Regions from separate parts of the Sus scrofa genome. Here regions 2 and 3 are each linked to region 1. Evidence: chromatin contacts called from public Hi-C and HiChIP or PLAC-seq data. All regions are on one chromosome and are shown on one strand. Each heading gives the region's core, a stretch centred on a gene start, on an enhancer-like site or on the middle of the called end of the contact. The rest is flanking DNA. Distances are from core to core; before and after follow the strand shown. Region 1 overlaps MYLK2 (myosin light chain kinase 2, skeletal/cardiac muscle). Region 2 overlaps CCM2L (cerebral cavernous malformations 2 protein-like). Region 3 overlaps HCK (tyrosine-protein kinase HCK).

Region 1 (3,798 bases), core at 72-2,571:
CTCGGTCCAGGTGGGCACATCCTTCAGGATGGCCCTGGCCACTTCATACCGTCGGGGCAGCCCTGTCGCTGGTTGAATCTTTTCCCACAGCTGCCCTGCTGGGTCCAAGGTGGCCGGTGGAATTTGAGGCCACTGGACGCCGACAGGAAAAGGCAGCGTCACCAGCCCTGGTGTAATCCAAACCAGATGCGGCCTCAGACCCATGGGGGTGGTCACTGTGGGCCTGGCCAAGGCCCAGAGGCAGGAAATAGTCTTGGAGGAACGCGCTCTGGGCTGGGGCTGGGACCAGTCGGGAGGAGCTGGCCCGTTGAGGGCATTAACTCTTCTCAGCCCGTGAGGGGGGCCCCGGGTGCTGTGCGGGAGAAGCTCGTGGCCCTGGGCTCCTGGGGGTACCGAGCAACTTGCAGGGAAGATCACAGCATGGCGGTTGTGCCAGACACCATGCAGGGGGAGCCCACGACACAGGCACCGCGGTGGGCAGGGCCCACCAAGCAAGGGGCAGGGCATGGCTGTTGTCTGTCATCCAGGACTTGCGGAACGGCAGACCCAGACCCAGAGCTTTAGTCCTGGCTCTGGCCCCCGCTGGCCAGCCCACAGGAGCATGGACCACTCCCTCATTACGGCAGCTCTGAGGTTGCTGGGCCTGGGCGCTCTAGTGAAGGTCACGGGCCTGGGCCCCTGCCTGCGGCGGGACTGAGACTCAGTCCTTCGCCAGCGGCTGCCACCCAAGCTTCCTCCTGGGCAAGCTCTGTGGCCCTCAGGGAGCAAAATCTCTCTGAAACCCCATCATTTCCCCATCCATATCGTCAAGTCCCCATCCTTCCCCTCCAGGAACAAGGGGAGGCCCAAAGGAGGCACCGGATGAGTCCAAAAGAACTGTCTAAGATGTGCTCCCAGGAGGGGATAGAGACAGAGGCCATGGTCAGCCCCGTTCCCTGGTTCTGAGTGGGCTTCCTTCCCAGGACATGTTAATTGGCTGTGTGGCCTTGGGCAGGTCCCTTTCCCTCTCTGAACCTGTTTCCTCACCTCGGAAATATGGTGAATGAGCTCCCTGTCCCAGCGCTCGATTGTCATAAAGGCCCTCATAGAGGAGCATTAGAGGACAGTTGTCATCTGCGTGTGACAGAGGAGGAAACTGAGGCTTGAACGGGGAGTCCAGAGTCCCGGGTTCTAGTCCCAGCTGTCACTGCGGAGGAGACGTTTCGTTTTGGCCTCGGTTTCCCCAGCTGGAGCCGGGCCCTGGTTCTCTGCACTGGCTGGACCTCATTTCCTCACCCCTCCACTATGGCCATGACTCATCTCTCATCATCACGCTGTGTGGCCGAGGCTCAGGCTGGGCGGGGGCCAGCAAGGCTGAGAGAACTCAGAGGAAACCACAGGCCTGGCCCAGCTGGCAGGTGGCGGGCGGGCAGGCGGGCGGACAGGCAGGCAGGGAGCCACGGCCCAGGGGGCCTTGCCCATGAGCACATCTCCCACCAGGAGCCCCAGCCAGGCTCCCCAGGCCCCCCAACAAGCTCCAGTAGGCTCAGCCCCTCAAAGTCCCCCATACCCTGCCCCATGTGGCACCTGTTGCCGGGGGAACTCCATACCCATCTGCTGAAACAGAGCAGGAGTGGGAGTGAGGACCCCGCCTCGCCCTCCAGGCCAGTGATCAGGGAGGCAGGCAGAGAGGGATGAAGGCTGAAGGTCTCTCTGTCCAAGAGTACTCGGAGGCAGACAGGGTCGCTGTTAAGAGCAGGGGCTCTGGGTCCAGACTGTCTGAGTACAAATCCTGGCTCTGCCGCAGATGAGCTGCGGGACTCGGAGCGAGTGGCGTCACTTCCCTGAGGCTTGGCTTCCTCGTGGGAGAAATGGACGTAACTCAAGTGCCCACGGTGCCATCACGTGAACGGCCGATGTGATCGCAAACGCACAGAGCTGGGCCAGGGCGGGCACCCAGTAGGCGCTCCGTGCATGTGAACTGCTGTGAACCTCAGCAGGCGGATCAGCAGGCGGACAGGGTGCCCCCGTTGGGCCGGTCCCACTTCTGACTCAGTTGTCCTCACGGTCAGAAAGGCTGCACCCTGTCAGGGTTAAGCTCCCTTGCCCTCTGGGTGGAGCCCCTCCCCTGCACGGCAGGCCTGGGCGAGGCCGGCTGGGGCCTGTCAGGAAAACCAGAGGACAGCTCTCTCCCCCAGGCCTCCCAGGAGACCCCCGTCACTGCAGGGCCCAACTTCTGGCTCGACCTGGGGGCCAAGCTTCTGCTTCCCCCTTGTGCTGGTGAGAGGTCCGTGGGCCCATGGGCAGAGCCTTGCTCTGGGAGAGAGAAGATTTCAAGCCCCAGCTTCCAATTTGTTGAAAAGCCTTCAAGTTCCTTCCCCTCATAAGCCTCAGTTTCCCCCTCTGTAAAACAGGAACTATATCTACCTCACAACCTTGCTGTGGGGGGTCAATGAGTTGTACATACGAGCGTTGAAATAGAGCCTGCATCCAGCAATCGCCCATAAATTCTGGCTGGTGTGGGGACCTCCAGCTCACAAATGGACAAACTGAGGCACAAAGCGGGGGACCACTTGCCCAGATCACACGCTGGGCAGTCTGGCTTCTGAGGCCGCGTCGGTAGCACCAAGGGCTGCTCAAATGCCTGCCCCCTTTGGAGTTCCCATTGTGGCTCAGCAGTAACGAGCCCAACCAGTGTCCATGAGGACGCAGGTTCAATCCCTGGTCCCCCGCACTGGGTTAAGGATCCAGTGTTGCCGTGAGCTGTGGTGTGGATCCCTGACGTGTCTCGGGTCCCCGCCTTGCTGAGGCTGCGGTGTAGGCCGGCGGCTGCAGCTCCAATTTGACACCTAACCTGGGAACCTCCATATGCCACAAGTGTGGCCCTCAAGAGCAATAATAATAATAATAATAATAATAATAAAGCCCCTGGCCCCACGGTAGTCCTCCACCTGTGACTGTCCCCAAGTGCACACACAGAGAGGGAAGGAGGCCACTTCCAACCTGTACATTTATTTACAAGGCACAAGCTGAGAGCAGGTTGGGGGCTGCCTGACGGCCCTCCCCCTCCTCCTGGGCCGCGGCTGACCCTGGGGAGGGGGCCCGGAGTGCCTGGCTTGGGCCGGCTTGGCCCTCAGGCAAGCTCGGGGGTGGTCTCCCCTGTCCCCTAGGCCTCGCCCCTCCCCCTCCGCCAGGCCTGGGCAGGGCGTCCTCTCTCTCAGGCGGAGTTCCTGTGTGTTGGTGGTCGCAAGGAAGGTGGGCGGGGGGCCGGGCCCAGCCAGATGGTGTGTGCCGGGCCTTATCTGTTGGGATTGGGGAGGCGGGTGGGGGCACAGAGGTCCTCTTTCACAAAGCCTGCTCTGTCTCCCCTGGCAGCTGGGCCTTGGGACTCGGCTGTGCTGCCTTCCTGCCCCACCAAGGGCCTCCCATCCACAAGGGCGGAAACCCCACACGCCAGGACCCCCAGCCCTCCCACTCCAGCTAGGAGCAAGCCCAGGCCAGGGATGCCCCAGGTGAGGCCAAGCAGGGGTCACCAGAGCAGCAGTTCCAGAAGGGGGAACCGGGCAGGAACAGCAGGGCCCATGGCATCTGGGCTGTGGCTGTGGGACTGGAGCCCTGTCTGGGGAGGCATTAGCAGGATGGAGTCAAGGCCACATCTGAGGCGGCTCACGTCGGGGAAGCAGTCACTGCGCGGGGGCATGGGGAGCCCCGAGCCTCCCAGCCTGGCGCAGCCTTGTCCTGGCCAGCCTGTCCCAGGGATCTGGCCCATCTGCTCCGGCCTTCTGGGCTGTGTGGCCTCAGCCCCGGCCAATGTGTGGC
Region 2 (3,916 bases), core at 301-2,800, 180 kb before region 1:
ACCGGCGGCAACAGCTCTGATTAGACCCCTAGCCTGGGAAACTCTATTTGCTGCGGGTGCTGGCCCTAAAGAGACAAAAACGGACAAAAAAAAAAAAAAAAAGACAGGCCTTGTATGGACCAATTATGATGGTCGTTCACCATGAACTGAGTATGAATCATGGAATTCTCTGGATCCTAAGCCCTAATAATAGCAATGCTATTATATTGACGTTGGTGTTAGTAGTTACCTACCTACCTCATGGTAAGTAGCCTGTCTGGCCATGGAAGCCCACATGAAGTTCACAACTAAATTTTAGCCCTTCTATGCAGTTCTCTTGCTTCTTCTCAGGGCTGCTGCTTCTTCTCCTTCTTCCTCTTTGTCTTCTTCCTCTTCTTCTCCTTCTTCTTCTTTTTTGTCTTTTAAGGGCCGCACCCTCAGCATATGGAAGTTCCTAGGCCAGGGGCTGAATCGGTGCTGCAGCTGCTGGCCACAGCCACAGCCACAGCCACGTGGGATCCAAGTTGCGTCTTCGACTCACACCACAGCTCACGGCAATGCCGGCTCCTTCACCCACTCAGCAAGGCCAGGGATCGAACCCGAGTCCTCATGGGTACTAGTCGGGTACGTTGCTGCTGAGCCATGATGGGAAGTCCTCAGGGCTTCTTTCTTTTAGCCTCTGAGGCTGTGCTTACCCCGAATTCTCTCCCACTCCAACCCTGTCTTCGGGTTTCTTTGACTATCCCGGATGTGATGGCTGTCTGTGGAATCTTGAGTACTGCTCTGTGGTCCTTGAGCTGGGAGCCGGGCTATAAGAGAGCTGTGAGGGGCAAGTCCTAGGTCCTCCTCTCAAACTGGGAGCTCCCTGAGGGTCTTCTTACATCTCACCCCCACCTCAACACCTGTTCCAGTGCACACAGGGTAAAGACAAATAAACTGAGTCCGAAAGTGTTCAGTGGGGAAAGGAACAGCATTTATTGAGCATCTATCATGTGCCGGACCCAGCAGGTCTTGCCCTTCAGGGATCCCTATGACCAGCCCCTGTGAGGTGGGTGGGACCAACTCAAGGGTCAGCAGAGGAAATGGGAGGCACCAGGAGGCCAGGACCCCTACCACAGAGGAGGCCTAGGTCTGTCCAGCTCCAAATGCAAGATCTGAACAAGCAGCTTGTTCAGAGCCTTGGGACCAGGACCGGGACACAGATCATCCTCCCGGGGATCCACTCTCAGTAGAAAGAAACTACTTTTCTACCCTGACCATCTAATCTCTGCCATCTGGGAAGATGAGACCCGGATTCAGAGCTTTAAAAATACCCTCTACACTATCTAGTAGAGTCAGTTTGAGGTAACATCTGAGGGGAATCAGGAGACTCCTTCAAGTTCCTTCTCCTTTTGAAGCGGTTTCCTAAACTGTGTAGTAGGAGGAGTAGAGGCCATCAGGCGCTGGGAATTCTTTTCTCAATCGGCCAGCAGGTGGCGCCAACTCTTCATCTATCCCTCGGCCTCCAGAAAGCCACGGAGTCTGGAAGAGGAGCGAGTGCCCGATCCCTCCGGGCTAGTGAGACGAAGCAGTTCGCAGCCCACCCGTGGGCAGAGGGGCTGCTCGGTCCCTGTTAGGGTTCCGCCCTCTGCAGGACATTCTCGGTACTGCAGGGCCCGGAGCCCCAAGGGTAGGGACAGAGACCACCGGAGGGTGGAGCCTTGGGGTTTGAGCAGGGGACCCTGGGGATGGAGTCCCACAGGCCAGAGTGAGCGAGTCGCAGAGGCAGGGTTGCGGGACCACCCTTTCCCCGCCCTTTTCAGGGGCGGCGGCGCAGGCTACAGGTAGTTGTCCTCGGCTGCATCGCCCCCGCCCGGGGACCCCCGGGACTCCTCGTCCGTGCTGTCGTCGTCGTCCGGGGCCAGCGCCTCGATGTCGTGCGTGATGTCGGCCAGCAGCCGGTGGAAGGCCTGCGCCTCGGGCCGCTGGGCCGCGCCATCGTAGCTGCGCACGGCGGACGCCGACGTGGAGCTCATGCTGCGCTTGATGCGGCCGAAGCTGTCGGTGAGGATGCCACCCTCGCGGATGCCCACACCCTCCAGGAAGCCCTCGAAGTAGCCGATGTCCTGGTCCGGGATGAAGGGCCGCATCCCTGTGGGCCGGGGAGCAGGGTGAGTCCTCGGGGGTCAACCCTTCCTTTCTCACGGAGGAACCACCTTCCCTGGAGAGTGGAGTTCAGATCTCCACCTGCCACTTGTGGGCTGGGTGGTCTTGCACGAGTCTCTGAGCCAGAGAATAATGGCATAATGCTCTGCACACAGCAAATGCTCACTGTATGTTAGCTTATTATTGTTATTATTATTGCCTCAGTGGTTACGTTCCCATGTATTAGTTGTGTAACCCTCCTTGAGTAATTACACTGAGCCTTACTTGTCACACCTGTAGCACTGAGACAACCTTTTCTGTTCTCCCGGTAGGGCTGTGAGGATTAAATAAGGTACTTAGCATACACTGAGTGCTCCCTTTGACTTCTGTTTGACTTCTGTCGCTACTTACTAGCTTTGTGACTTATGTACTTTGCTTCTCTAAGCTTGTTTTTTCACCTGCAAAATGAAGGCAAATAATAGTTACAGCTTCCCAGAACCGAGGGCATTCAATGAGATGATCCTTGGCACAGGGTAACCGCCAAATATATGTTAACTTATTAATATCACCAGTCCTGTTGCTGTTATCATCAGCCCTCCTCACTAGCTCTGTGACCGTGGACAAGTTCTGTCCCCTCACGGAGCCTCAGAATTCTCACGGAGTAAAATGGGAAGGATCACTGCTTTGCTGTGAAGGTGAGACGGCTATACCTGTGCTTTCTTTCCCAGCTCAGTGACTGCAGTCACCTCCCCTCCCTGCACCTTGGTTTCCTCCCATGCCTCATTGATCTCATGATGTTGGCTGCAGGATAGGGAGCGAACCCTCCCAGCCTGGATGAGGGGCTCACCAAGCAGGAGGAACTTGCGCCGGTCCCCGTAGAGCTTCAGTAGGCCTGCGCAGTAGTCCTGGATGGGCAGCCCCAGCCGGTACTCCCGCAGCAGCAGTGCAAACTGCTGTATCTCAAGGGGCCCCAGCTTACTCCGCAGCTGTGGGGACACTGCTTGAGATTAGTCCCAAGAGCAACACACCCCAAGCCCTCCAACCCCTGTCTAAAAGACCCAGAGCCGCGAGTTCCCGTTGTGGCTCAGCGGAAACAAACCCGACTGGTATCCATGAGGATGCGGTTCGATCCCTGGCCCTGCTCAGTGGGTTAAGGATCTGGTGTTGCCATGAGCTATGGTGTAAGTTGCAGATGTGACTCGGATCTGGTGTTGTTGTGGCTGTGGCATAGCCCTGCAGCTGCACCTCTGATTCCATCTCTAGCCTGGGAGCTTCCATAGGCTGAGGGTGTGGCCCTAACAAACAAACAAACAAATAAATAACCCAGAGCCCTCTCTAAGGGTGTATCTGGCCCAGTCCTCCTCTCACACCCCGGCCTATTCGGGGCCATCCAGACTCCTTGGGATGCATCTAAGTGCGGGATGTGCACTCAAGCTGCCAGATTTCAAATTCTTGGCCCCTTCACTGATCAGCTCTTTGATGCTGGGTAGGTGACAACCTTCTTAACTCTTGCTCTCCTCATCTGCAAAGTGAGGATAATGAAGGCACTTCCCTCTTGGGTTGTTGAAAGGATTAAAAGGAACGAACATAAAAGATGCACAGAACACAGTGCCTGCTATAAAGCCAGCATTCACTTAATGCTAGCTGACATGAGTTAGGGCCTTTCACAAGCTGACTCAGGTCACTCTCCTAACCTCATGTCTTCCCTGACCTCTGAGGTTTGTTTGGTTGTTTTTTCTTCTTTGGCTACTTTGTGGTGCTAGGGTTTGAACCTGTGTCACTGCTGCTGCAGAGACACTGATAATCCCATTGC
Region 3 (4,279 bases), core at 1,493-3,992, 210 kb before region 1:
AGACCTCAAAGATGTATTATTTTACTTTTTATTTTCGGCTGTGCATGTGGCACGTGGAAGTTCCCCGGCCAGGAATTGAACCCACGCCACAGCTGTGACCCGAGCTACAGCAATGACAGCGCTGGATCCTTAACCCCCTGAGCCACCAGGGAACCAGAGATATATCGTTAGTGAACAAAGCTAGTTCTTCAGAATTCTAAACAGGACACATGGACATAAAACATCCTTCACTCATCTGGACACATACTGAACACCCTGGAATGGAAATTCATGAAAAAAGGTTTGCAAGGGTCCACACCAAACTGACAAGAGCCTCTGCCTCTGGGGTGGGGTGTGGTAGTTCTTGGTCAGCAGAAACCATCGCTTTAGCTGTAACTTGTGATTTTTATTTTCAAGGAAAATGAATTTATGTGTCACACACATAGGTAAACATTAACTTAAAGAAACAGGGTTAGGAAACCCTGAGAATTATGTCTTTTGGGGAGAGATTCACGAAGCCCATTACAAAGATTCCTAAAGGCTCTGAGGAGTCCTACAAGGGAAGGAGTATCTGGCCCAGTGTTTTGCAACCTGACTTGACCTGGGAACCCTTTCTCACTTACTGACTTACAGCTGAACCAACACCCCACAGGAGGGGAGCAAGGAATCACTGATAACAGCCTTCCACCTGATGCTCAGAGAGAACAACCAAACACTAATGGGAGAAAACTTTCTGCTTCTCCCTGGTGACAAGCTAGAGGGCCTGAGAGAACCTGAGAACCTGGAGTCTCAGCTGCAGGAAGAGGGCCATGCAGGTAGGAGAGAGGCTGACCTGGGAGTGACAGGGTTTTAGGATGTGAGCGCAGGACCTCCCCAGTGTGAGAAGCTAGTGTAATTGCAGGCTGTATTAATAGAGGTCAAGTGTCAGAAGGAGGGAGGTGACAATTCCGCTCTTCTCCCATCTCCAGAATTAGTCCTGTTCTAGGCACCATACCCGGAGAAGGGCAAGCAGGATGGAGAAAGGCCAGGAGCCCACGTCGTGTGAAAGATGATTTGGGAGAGATGGGTGGGTTGGGATAAGATCATTGCCTTCTATCTCTACAAGCTCTCATGGGGCAAAGGGAATGGATGTGATTGGGGTGAGACTAAGGGGTAGGTTTGGGATCCAGGAGTAAGCGTTGTGGGGTAAGAGGCTCCCCTTCAACACAAGGAAGAACTACCTAGGGGGAGCCAGGAAGGCGTGCACCGCACCTCTGGAGGCAGTAAGCAGAGGCTGTGCCTCCCTGGGCAGCCTCAAATCAGGGGATGGACTAAAGGACCCTGGAGGAGAGTGAATGAACCCCAGCCTCAGGCTTAGAAAGACCAGGCTCTGCGGCTTCCCAGTAGGAGCCCAGGGAGCCATTTAACCTCTTTGAGCCGCAGTCACTGGGGCTGTAAAGTACTGTGGCCTCACAGCTTTTGGTGAGGATTAATGAGGTAGAAACACCTCCCTCGGTGCCCAGAACGTACACATGTTCAGAGGACAGTCATGGCGATGACAACTCTTAGTGCTCTTAGCATGGTCATCGCTGTTACTAGTCCTGTTATTGTCACCACTGCTATTCCGACTGTCCCTGCTCCTCTGGCTGTCACAAGTGCCATGACCAGTGGGGCTGCTTCTATGGCGAGTGCTGCTACCAGGACCACCCCTATTGCCACCAGTCATGGTGACTCCTCTTCATGTCACTAGCATCTGGCTCTGCTGCCTCTGCGGGTTAAAGGATCTCCTGCCACTGGCGCCTTGGAACTTACAATGCTGAGTTTGAATCCTGGCTCTACCCCTCACTAACCATTTGGCCCTTAGCAAGTTATTTTAATCTCTCGGTGGCTCAGCTGAAACATGAGTATAATACCGATCCTGACCTACAAGAGCGCTGTGATAACAGTTAAGGTGTTAATAACCAGAAAGCCCTCAGGATAGTGCCTGGCTCATTGTAAGCTCTGCGTGAGTGTCATAGACGTGAGCAAATACTTCTACTAGCGTTACTACTGCTCTTCTTCACTCTTTCTGCTGTCGTCCCTGCTGCTCTTGGCGTTATGCTTCCACTAATATTGTCGTTACTCTTGCTGTTATCACCACCGCTGTGATTACCGTTACTGCTGTGATGGTGATACTGTTGTCATTACTGCCATCATCTTAACTGCTGTTGCTGTCATCTGCTCATTCTTCGCTCGCAGCACTTCTTATGCTAGTGCCCACGCATCAGGCCGGCCAAGGCCTGGGCAGTGGGACAAGGAGAAGTGATGCCCTTTCCCTGGGCACTTGGTGCAGGTGTATCCTGGGGAGTCTGGGCACTGCTGGTGACTGCAGCTCCATTTTACCCCACACACTCTGCTCACCTTTGGGAAAACAGGAGGCTGGGTGGGCCATTTGGGGCAGCCCCCCCCACCCCGGCTGCTACCAGCTTCCCTTTCTTGCCCCACTCACCCGCTTTCCTGAGGAGGATGTAGGATCCGGCACATACACGGGATTGTGTGGGTTGGTGTTGGGCTCGCTCTTTGAGACCTTGCCTCTATCCCGGAGGAACTTGGACTTTACGCAGCCCATTCTGTGGCAGAGAGAAGGGAGGTGAGCCTGGCTGGCTGGGAACCCCGCCTGGAGCTGTCTTCCAGACCCCTTGCCCCCAGGTTGGCTCCCTCTGCCTGCCCTGTCTTCCCTCCCCCTCAGCCAGTTTCACTGCCGCCCCCCCAACCCCCGCGCCGCCACGTGGTGCTCACTCTTCCCTTGTCACCACTGGGCTTCCCCACATCCACGTCTGCCACGCACCCACACAGAGCCGATAAGTTGTCATAGTTGTGCTACCAAGGCTTCCTGCGATGGGAGGTTTATTCAGAGAATAAATCTCTAGGATCATTGAAATGTAGCAGGTAGAGCCTCAGGCAGAGTGGGTGGTGGGAGCTTCGGGCTCGGGGGTCAGAGAGCCTGAGCTGATGTCCCCCCCGCCGCCGCCCGCTCCCCAGTCTCAGTTCCTCATCTGCGAAATGGGGGTAATAATACAACCTACACACAGGGTGTTGGGAAGATGAGAAATCACGTGGGCGGGGAAATACTCAGCACAGCCTCAGGCTCGGAACAAGCAGTCAAGTAAAACTATACTCTAATTATAAGTTAACATTTAATATTATCTGATAAAGATCAAGTCGCATCATGTGGCTCAAGCAATCAAGAAACCATATTCCTCATCTCATTTTATAATTGCCTTCTGTAGCTTCCTCCCTCCTCTTCTCTTTTTTCTTTTTTCTATCCATCCCTTCTTTCTCTCGTGGATCTACTTGGTCATTCATCCATTCATTTACTCAGTAAACATTTATTGAGAGCTTTTTTAAACCAGGCTTCAGGCAAGCAAGGTTATGTGCTGGTGGAACTTGCACTAGAGAGAGTAGGAGACACAGACAATAAACAGGTGAACAAATAAATAAATTTGGTTAAGGAAAAGCATGAGGACGATAAAAGAGGCTGTGATGGGGAGCAACTGTGTGGGCCTCTTTAGACAAGGTGGTTGGGAAAGGCCTCTCTGAGGAGGTGATGTTGGACCTTGGGCCTGACTGACACAGAGGAGCCAAGTTACATAACCCTCGGAGGGAACAGTGTTCCAGGCAGAGGGAACAGCAAGTGCAAAGGCCCTGAGGCTGGAATGTGCTTGAAAAGAACGAGGCACTGAAAGGAGGCCAGTGTGGCTGGAGATCACAGGCAGGAGAGAGGAGGGTATATGAGGAGGCTGCCCCCCTTTGTACAGACAGCGAGAAATTTGGACTTGATGCTAAGGATGATGGGAAAGTATGAAAAGTTTTGAGCAGAAAGATGACAGGATTCAATTTGCACTTTAAATAATCCCACTGGCTGCTGGGTGGAGTATGGACTTTAGTGGGCAGGGCAGGGAGCCCTGTCTACTGCACGAGTCCAGGCTTGAGATGATGGTGGCCTAGTCTGGGGTGGTGGTTAGTGAGGGGGAAAGAAGTGGGCAGATTAAGGGAGTATTTTGGAGGTAGAGCTGACAGACTTTGCTGCTGCATTAATCAAATTCAAAGATATTTAAAGAAAAGCGGTTTACCTAATCAAAGTCAAAACTTCATTGGTAAAGTGGCAAAAATGTTTCATGTCTTTTCTCAAAATGTGCACATGTATTTGCTGAGAAGTCAGCCGCATATGGAAGCAATTGTTTCCTCATCGCTGCACAACTGCAGTTTTCTTCTAAGGCGGTTAGAACTCAGTTATACTTATCTTGTTAAAATAAACATGTGTTTGTGGGTTAAGGAAAAA

The links. Hi-C and Micro-C count contacts between places; a contact is called where the count stands out from the background. HiChIP or PLAC-seq counts read pairs in DNA pulled down with a chosen protein or histone mark.
Region 2: a contact with region 1 is called in a Hi-C map of retroperitoneal adipose tissue, with 2.3 times the contacts expected there. The contact joins two enhancer-like sites. A contact is called at or near these places in 3 of 5 promoter capture datasets (fetal liver, fetal skeletal muscle and liver), 33 of 47 Hi-C or Micro-C datasets (adipose tissue, alveolar macrophages, blood and 16 more) and 2 of 2 datasets of contacts at active chromatin or transcription factors (alveolar macrophages and skeletal muscle).
Region 3: an H3K27ac HiChIP or PLAC-seq map of alveolar macrophages shows a contact between it and region 1. The contact joins two enhancer-like sites. A contact is called at or near these places in 3 of 47 Hi-C or Micro-C datasets (epiblast stem cells, fetal heart ventricle and mesenteric adipose tissue) and 1 of 2 datasets of contacts at active chromatin or transcription factors (alveolar macrophages).

Annotation. Positions count from the first base shown.
Region 1 is chr17:35,512,269-35,516,066 of Sscrofa11.1, reverse strand. MYLK2 (myosin light chain kinase 2, skeletal/cardiac muscle) reads right to left here. Exons shown (of 12, transcript XM_013985219.2): 12 at 2,971-3,798. Among named protein-coding and RNA genes, the nearest start is that of MYLK2, 14 kb to the right of the region's middle. Within about 2 kb of position 1,321, at least 33 of the 83 cell types and tissues checked have an H3K27ac peak or open chromatin away from gene starts, as enhancers often do. A contact at or near this core is called in adipose tissue, alveolar macrophages and retroperitoneal adipose tissue, where this site is marked.
Region 2 is chr17:35,687,390-35,691,305 of Sscrofa11.1, reverse strand. It overlaps CCM2L (cerebral cavernous malformations 2 protein-like), which reads right to left. Exons shown (of 10, transcript XM_021077713.1): 9 at 2,951-3,100; 10 at 931-2,110. The coding sequence ends at 2,987. Among named protein-coding and RNA genes, the nearest start is that of CCM2L, 18 kb to the right of the region's middle. Within about 2 kb of position 1,550, at least 14 of the 83 cell types and tissues checked have an H3K27ac peak or open chromatin away from gene starts, as enhancers often do. A contact at or near this core is called in adipose tissue, alveolar macrophages and retroperitoneal adipose tissue, where this site is marked.
Region 3 is chr17:35,725,099-35,729,377 of Sscrofa11.1, reverse strand. HCK (tyrosine-protein kinase HCK) reads right to left here. Exons shown (of 13, transcript XM_021078145.1): 2 at 2,447-2,567. The coding sequence starts at 2,566. Among named protein-coding and RNA genes, the nearest start is that of HCK, 19 kb to the right of the region's middle. Within about 2 kb of position 2,742, at least 2 of the 83 cell types and tissues checked have an H3K27ac peak or open chromatin away from gene starts, as enhancers often do. A contact at or near this core is called in alveolar macrophages, where this site is marked.